Regions from separate parts of the Dromaius novaehollandiae genome. Here region 2 is linked to region 1. The links are chromatin contacts, called in public Hi-C maps. All regions are on one chromosome and are shown on one strand. Each heading gives the region's core, a stretch centred on a gene start, on an enhancer-like site or on the middle of the called end of the contact. The rest is flanking DNA. Distances are from core to core; before and after follow the strand shown. Region 1 holds the start of ROS1 (ROS proto-oncogene 1, receptor tyrosine kinase). Region 2 overlaps DCBLD1 (discoidin, CUB and LCCL domain containing 1).

Evidence for each region. A called contact is a pair of places that touch in the nucleus more often than the background predicts.
Region 2: a contact with region 1 is called in a Hi-C map of brain, with 5 times the contacts expected there. The contact joins the enhancer-like site here to the promoter of ROS1 in region 1. A contact is called at or near these places in 3 of 4 Hi-C or Micro-C datasets (brain, liver and ovary).

What each region holds. Positions count from the first base shown.
Region 1 is chr3:55,088,284-55,092,531 of bDroNov1.hap1, forward strand. It overlaps ROS1 (ROS proto-oncogene 1, receptor tyrosine kinase), which reads right to left and starts at 2,283. Exons shown (of 44, transcript XM_064508916.1): 1 at 1,983-2,283; 2 at 154-207. The coding sequence starts at 2,105.
Region 2 is chr3:55,154,578-55,158,825 of bDroNov1.hap1, forward strand. It overlaps DCBLD1 (discoidin, CUB and LCCL domain containing 1), which reads left to right. Exons shown (of 15, transcript XM_026123526.2): 15 at 1-1,747. Among named protein-coding and RNA genes, the nearest start is that of GOPC, 38 kb to the right of the region's middle. Within about 2 kb of position 2,229, at least 1 of the 2 cell types and tissues checked has open chromatin away from gene starts, as enhancers often do.

The sequences.
Region 1 (4,248 bases), core at 1,033-3,532:
TGAGCCAAATCTAAGCATACAACTTAATGACTTATGCCAGACAGAGCTGTACACATTTACATAAAGATTTTGACAATATGATCATTGAACCCAGCTTATTCAAATAGCAATGACGTAAACTATTAGTAATTAACAAAGCAAACCACTACTCACTGCTCCAGTGATGTCACTAACATTGCAAAGATTATTAATTGCAAGTTCTCCTTCCTGTAAGAGAAATATTTATATTTTTACAAAGAGTCAAAATGTTTTTCCAAAACTCTTTGATTAAAATATATTAAAACATCAGTTCCTTGCATAACAAATTTTCCTTGGCTAATGTTCCCTCATATGAAGAAATTTATTAGTGACACACCAGTAGCTTCTTACTTGAGAATAATTTGAGAGTACCATCAAAACAAAGAAGTTGACAGAATCAGCTGGCATTAATTAAATTATCTCAGGTAGGAATTTGGCCCTAATCTCCTGATTCTGGTTCACTGATCACAAATGCTTCATAAATATATTGGGCATAAATGACAAAGCCAAGTGGTTTGACCTCTTAGGAGCAGAAAGATTTTCTTTTAAGCTAAATGCCTTTTGTCTGGCCTCCTTTTGAAGGGGATTTATGCAGCCATATGGTGACATGGCTGCCTTCTCTTGCTAAAAGTACTGCAGAGCTAAGGTGCCTATTCTTTCACATCATCATTCAAAGTGTGTAAAACCAGTCACCTCCTGTGAAGTGCAAATGATTTGGGGATGTATCTAACAGCCCCTGAGAAGCTGGATGTTAGGTCTTTCTTAAGTTTGGTCCTGCAAGCAGGTAAGAACATCCTGAACAAGGCAACTCTCGGGAAGAAATTTTCAGCACACAGGGCATAACATGACAACAGCGACGAACCCCGGCCTCACACACAGCTGTCACAAAGCAAATGCGAACACACAAGTATATTTGGAGGAGAAAAAGGAGATTTACAACTCTCAGCTCCAAGATTATCTTTTCCTCATGTTTACTGAACAGGAATACTATTTGCCTGTGTTTCAAAGCTGATAGGAAGAGCAAAGCATTTCTTCTTCTAAATTAATTTAAGCTTAAAACAAAGAATCCCCTTTAAAGCTATCCTTGCATGCTAGGCTCCGATCAGGGATGGCAATTAGCTCTTTCACTGGTGCCAGAGTTGACTGTGGCTCAGAAGCAGTTTTAAAGGAACTGTCAGACAAATGTATGAAATAAAATAGAGCAGGTGATAGTCCTTTGCAGTAGCTTTACAGAGTTCATTAGCCCCAGGGCACAAAATGTCCTTTTCACAGAGTAAAGGTACATGGTCTTCTAGACAACATCAACATCTAGGGCAAATAAAAACAAGCAGGTAACTTCTGAAAGTCTGAAGCAGAATTATTATTTGGATTTCAGAGTTTTTGCTTATCTTTGTTATGCATCAGTAGAAGGAAAAATAATAAATTCCACTCCACTACTCAAAGGAACACTAAGAAAGCACAACATCAAGGCTCCAACAACTTTCTTTTCTTCTTAAAGATATAGCCACAGTTAAAAGCATGGACAATTTAAAAGAGAAGCTAGAACCAGTTCAGGATATTTATGCAAGACACAGGTCCCTAGCCAATTTCTTGTGAATTTATAATTTTCCTAGTTTTATATAAGAAAAGTCACAGACCAGACAGAAATCCACAAGTAAAGTGAATATACTGAAAGAACAAAGGCCTTCGCCCTCCACCATCTAGGATCTTAGCATTTACAGTAATTTCAGCAACGGTGGGAATAGAAAGTACAAAACAAAAACCTTGCAGTCTGGTTAATGTGATTTTTTCCTTACATGGTGCTCTGTGAATTCAAATGTAAAACATAACTTCTCAAACTCTGCTTTTACTCAAATACATTCTTTAAAAAACAATTTCAGAAACCTGATTTGTAAAAGAAAATTCTGACAACGCTAACAACCACATATGTTTGAAAAAATTACGTATGTTTTTTAAAAACTTACCAGGTTACTCGTACATAGGTTTTGACAATTTTGTGAGGAAGTACAATACACTGCAGAAATCCATACATAGTAAAAAGCAGCAAGTCTGTTTAGCGGGAGAGTCCACAGGCAAATGTTCCTCATAACTTAAACAAGTTCATCTGGCAGCCTGATACTTTTCTTCATTCAGCCATACAAATTTCTTTAAGTCTAGATGATGGAGACCCAGCTGTGAAATTTCTACATTTCAATTTATTAAATATTTTTAAAATCCTTGTTTACAATCCATTCCTTCTATAACTTTTCAGCTTCCTGGAGCACTTGTCTTGAAATTGCGCAACGTGTATTTTACAGTTTCTTATTAAACCACTGAAACAAAAGAGGTGACCAATGAAAATCAGCGTATCTCCTTACATAAATGTCATTAACATGAAGAGGAAACTAAGTGGAATGCTTTTAATCCGGTGTTGCAAACAGCAAAGAAAGAGGGAAACAGTGGGAGAAACCTTGCCTGAACTTAATTTCTACTATGATTAAGCTATTTCTAAATATTCAGGTGGCTACAACTGAGAAAGTTTATTCATAATGAAGAATAACTTTGTTCAAACAACCATAGCTACAGTCCATATCATTCAGCACAAAAATGTTAATTAATTCTATTTTTAATGACTGTTTCCAAATGTTTTTCCAAATGTTCCACACCAACACCAAAATACCACTCAAAGCAGACCCCTCTTTACCTCCTCAGGCAGTGTAGACACAGGCTAACCAGGGCTAATATACATGGGAGTCTTTATATGAGCAGGTACAATTACACTGGTAACTTTTTGCCCATACCATGAAAGAAAATTGAAGCCGAGAGATAAATCATATATTTGATTCAGAGGGAGGTGAAGAGTCCTAAATATGCTAAAGTTGGAGGTTGATTCAGTGGCAATACAAGTTTAAGATATATGCAGCTCCCTTCAGCCCCCACTCTGTGACACTTCTCTGTACTGGCAGAGCTATCCACAGGTTCATTTTGTGAACAGGATCAGGAAATCAATCCAACTTCTAAAAATATATATACATACATAAAAGTATATATATGTGTGCAAAAATAACATAGCATTTTGATGATCAGTTTAAGTTTCTCTTTCCTGTCATTGCGACTTAAAGAGGGGACTTGCTTTCCCCCAAACCTAAATATTCCATCACCTTCCCAGGCCCCGCTGTCTTGCAGAGCAAACATTCATGTGGCCATGCAATGAACCAGGATGAGAATTTGGCTAACACTAATGCTGTAACAACATGAACAAATCAGTCAGCATTAACCAATGCTGGTTTCTCTGATTCAGTTCATGGTGCAGCCCCCATGCGCTGCTATGCCAGTGCGTGGTAGATGAAAGGAACTGACAGCACAGAAGCAGGAGCAAAGGTTGATCCGGGCTGGGAAGAGCCAATCGATACATAGCACCAGGCGGCCCGAGGAAGGAAGGGCTTTGTGGAACAGGCTCCTTCCTTTCCTTCCACATTTGGGGGCCTCTTTGTGCATCATCTCAGCCTCCTCGCTGTTGCTTGAGAGAGCTCCTAGGCGAGAGTGACTGTGGGCTTCCAGCTATGTCAGTCAGGGAGAGTTACTGCCCCGTCCGTTTGTCGCTATTTCTCTCCAGGAGGACACTGCCCTCTCCAACCCACCAGCAAAGTTGCTCAAGAGGGAACTCACTAGTTCCAGCCAAAATGAGCCAGATTAGTCTGACTGCTTAAATAGTAGCTCTTTGGTAATTCAGCTCAATTTGGCTGAAGAAAGTTCATGAGAGTTCACAGGAGCAGCAAAACTGAAAAGGGAGCCAGTGACAGGCAGCTGTAACCTGGGGTTTCTTCCAGAAGCTGAGCAGTCTGTGCTTTAGATCTTTAGACCAGTTCTAGGACCCTCAAGATTTGGTCTCTGTGGCTAGTAAATTGAATGTGCCCACGTCCATACCTTGGCACCCAGGTGAGGTGGCATGGAGGAGCCCACATCCTCACTTGAAAACTCTCTTGCACTCCAAAAGAAGATGGCCACAACCAAAACAGCTTTGGAGAATGGTCCCTGGCTTTTACTAGCTCCCAAACTGCTCCTGGAAATTGTTTGGGATAGTGCTGATATGGAGAAAAACTGTGCCAGGGACCTTTCTAACAATTTAACCGTTGATCTATGTGGTCACTCAAAGCCTACTGATCAGGAATGCTCCCTCGCACAGCTTTGATTTACTACTTTAGATGTAGCCTGGATAAACATATGTGTCTATGTTCAAATCTTAAAAAA
Region 2 (4,248 bases), core at 979-3,478, 66 kb after region 1:
AATATTGCAGTCTTGCTGGGTTCTGACATCTGAAGAAAGCATATGCTGTTTATCACTGTTTATAGCAAGAGAGATGTTATCACTGAAGCCTGTATATCTTATTTTCTGTAACTGATCTCAGTGCTCTGTTTGCAGTGTGTGCAATTTGTACATAGCTTTTATTTAAGGAGAATTTCTTAAGTTTCCTTTTCACCTGTGGAACTGAAAGGAGAAAAAAAAGCTATTGCAGAAAGACCTGTTTAAAAAAAAAAAAAAAAAAACAGGTTTCCTCCTCTGTCTTTATTTTATCTGCTGGTGTACTGGCAGCTGTAAATTTTGTATCTTATGGTTGTGGTGGTTCATTGCCTTTCCTCTGATAACTAACTGAAGACAGGGCATCATTATATTTCTTCTTAGGAGGGTAGAAGACATAAAACTACTTGAAGCATAAAGTGCACAAGAAAAGGCAGCTGAGCATTTAAATGCTGTGTTCAAACCCACCTTCCCAGCTGCCTTTTTAGCAGCAATTTTTACATGCTTGAATTTAATCTGGCATATGAGCTGAGCCTGTCTAATTTGCTGTTCACGTTAAAGACAGGTAAAAGGCTGAAACCCATTTTGGGTTCAAAGCCATGGTGATCACTTTGTAGACACATCTGCAACAGAAAAGAAAATCAACACCTGTTAATCTTCAAGAAATGTGTGCAGAACCAAAGTGTAAATTTATAGCTGAGAATTAAATTCCGTTCGAGCCCTAGCTGATGCTATTGCTGCTAGACTATAAGGAAGTTACTCCTTGACACGCAGCAGCACATGTTCCAAACTTTTCATTGCTCCACTAGGTATTTTTCTGTCCTACAAATTTAGTGCATTGTTTCTATTTGAAATATTTAGACAAAGTAAAGCACAATGTGTATATGATTTACTGTAGCATTTAAATTTGCAAAAGAGCAGATCAGCACAGTTGTTTTCAAATAGGTTTCTCCTTTGCAGGGAATGTGATCCTTAATTCTTTTTTTGGACAAACTTGAAAAAGTGTGGGGATAGCTGCAACGTGTTGCACAGTAGTTGGGTCCTCTTTCAGTAGAGGTGTCATTGAAGCTAAACAGCTTCCCATAGTGGCTGGAACTGTCCATTGCCATTCTCCCTGCAGCACTTGGAGCCTTACTTTGTATTCGGAAGTGTGTCCTAAGATATCAAGATGTGATACACTTCTGGGGATGAAGAATGGTGCTATATTTAAGGCACAGGTTGGGAAACCAGACCAGTAAAATCTGATCCGTGGGAAAGTCACTTACTATCTCAAGGCCCTCCATTTCTTTGTGTGTAAACTGGGATAATTTGCAAAGGATGCAACAAAGATTCTTTTTTTGTAAAGTACTTTCAGATCCTTGGATGGAAAGTGCTGTAAGAGTACAGAATAGTCGTAGTGATCCTATTTACAAATATTGCTAATTCTAGCCATATCTGATCTTAAGACAAGCTCTTAGTGGGTTCTTTGCATATGCTTGTTTTGTGGCCTGAACTGTGCAGTTCTCTCATGCTGATGCGCAGTGCATGTGATTCCTGTGCAAAGAAAAAAGAGTCAAGGTAACCTTGTAGCCTTCCTGTGTTTGCTGTCAATACAGTTTCTGTGAAATGTATAAAACACCTCAGGTTCTGAAGTGAAACAGCAGCAGCCTGTTTGTTAGACTGAGTCAGGCAGTGTTGTTTACCTTCTGTTGTTTACATGTCTATGTAAATAAAGAACACTGGTATTTGTAAATCAGTCACACAGGCCTGGTGCTTAACTTGGTAACTTTTTAATCATCACCACACACCCACTCTTGTCACATATCCCGCAGGGTGAGAAGGAAGTGTTCCTTACGCTGTGCAAAAGTGCCCGCTGTGCTGCTGCAATTTATGTTCTCAGTATGACTGGCTAAAAAAAGATCATCTCGGTGCCCCATTTAGCCTGACTTTTCTGCCCATAATCTCTACAGGAGAAGTGCCCAAGAACAAAATTCTGTGGCCAAACTGCTGCTGGATGTATATAATTGAGGAAAGGATGAGGATGCCCTCCTGATGAGCCTGACACTAATACTCCACCCACATAGCTAATTAGCCTGACTTGTCACTTTACAAACAAGCAGAGCTCAGTAATCAGAGTTATTCCCTAGCTAATGAGGCACCAACATATTGCAGCAGTGCAACAGGACAAGGCTATTAGGCAACAGATGACATGGCTTGTTTTATTATAATCTTTTGGCATGCTTCAGCCACATGCTTTCTGCATCTGCAGTATGCTACTTTTCAAGTGTCAGAGGGCTCTTGGCACATGATTGTTTTCTGCTGCCATTCAAATCCATCTCAACACAGCTGTTTTAGCCCAATAAAAAGTGGGGTCTCAAATTGCACCTTGCCTTCATTCGCCACCCCCTCAAAAGAACCCTGCAAAACTGCAAAAACATGGCTTAAAATAAATCCCCAAATCTCTCCCCCTCCTTGTGTTACAGTGACTTGGTGCTGACAGGGACGGATGCAGCACAAGAGCCCTGTAAGCAGTCACAGCTTTAGTCACTACCATGGTGCTTCATCATTCAAGTCTGAGTGACCAGCAAAAGCATTGGGCTTCTCCACCTCTGCCCTGGAAATACGCAGTTTTTAATGGCCTGAGAGCAGATATTCAGGAAAGTAAGGAAACATCCTAGCTGTACTGGCTGTTCTCTCTATCTTGATAGTGGTGGGGATAAAAAATGCTGAAATAGCATGGAAAGGAGACTGCCTCAGTCTTCCAGTGGTGGCTTATTCTCATGCCCCTCCTTAGAATGGCTTTACACAAACACACACAGAAATCAAAGTCTAGCCCATCTTCATCAACTTGTCCTCACAGATAAAACCAGTTGCAGGTATAACACTGTCAGCCTTATCAAACATTGAACTTTAAAAAAAAAAAATTCCTTCGCATCACTGGCTACTAAGATCACGAAGGAGGTTAGAATGTGTCCCATTTTGAAGTATTTACACACTTGGAAGGGCTGCGTTTGCTCTGGATCTCCCTCCAATGCCTCTAGAGATTGTGTTAAGAGAAGAGGCTAACTAACTTCTTTGTGAATTTGACCCTCTGGTTAAAAGAGACTTTGCAATAGCATTTCAGTACCAAACCTCATTCCTTAGCAAACACTCCCAGGAGGCTGGAACAGTAAACTCAAACCAGAGTTCATAAGAAGGTTAAATATTAACTGATTGTAGCCCTAAGGGCCTACCTGTTCCAGCTGCAGTAGATGTTAAGTCTCTTTGACTTTGCTAGGAACAGGGTCATGCACTGCAACTGCACATTAGTCTGCAACTAAGCAAATTGAAGAATGCTCTTGAGGTAAGAAAGTGTAAAAGATGTTGTACCCTACCTACAACTGAAATGAAAAAAAAAAATGACAGCTTACCTTAAGTTTCCAGCTGGTGCCTTATAGGAAAGAAAAAAAAGAAAAAAAATTCTTCAAACAACCGCAGCAAAAATACAAAGATGTTCTTTGCTCTCATCTCCTTGAACCTGGGAAATAGATTCCAATCTTTTTTTAGCTCGTCCATCAAGTACCTTGTTGGAAAGTACCTTTCCAACACTTGATACTAAAGCTTCTCCCTCCCCCCCCCAAAATGCAACTTTAAATAGTATTTCCTTATTTCTTTTAGTTTCAATAGCTTTAGCACCAGATATTATATCCTGCCTTAGTACTCTTTCCAGTTATCTACATATTTTATATGAAACAGGCAACCAATTAAAATTAGTCCTTGATTTGCAGATTGGAACTAGGATTTCCTGAGCTCCATGGATGGTCCTTTCCCACTCACTTATAACATTGTCCATTGTCTCTTTTACTGACTTCCTCTGGACACAGCACTTGCCATCATCTCCTCCTCCTCTTTTTCTGCATACATAGCTTCAACAGAACGGGTTCAACCTGATTCTACTGCATACAGCTCTGCAGCCTGGTGGTTGGGACAGTCTCTGGGTAGATGGGAGAGGGCAGGAAGGGCATTGAGGTAAACCTGAATTTCCTGCAGCTGCAGGAAACTTCCTGCTCTGTAACCACTGAGCTAACATGGCACTGGCCATGGCAGTGTTTCTAGAAGCTGTTTTTTAAAATGAAGGATCCTCGCTTGGTTCTTAAAAATCCATGAAATTGGATGCCAGTCAGTATGAGCAGGTTGTGAATCCCATGACTTGTCTGCAATACTAGAGTGGCTAGACTCTGGAAAGACTGAGTTTTTAAATACAGCTTTTCTTCATCT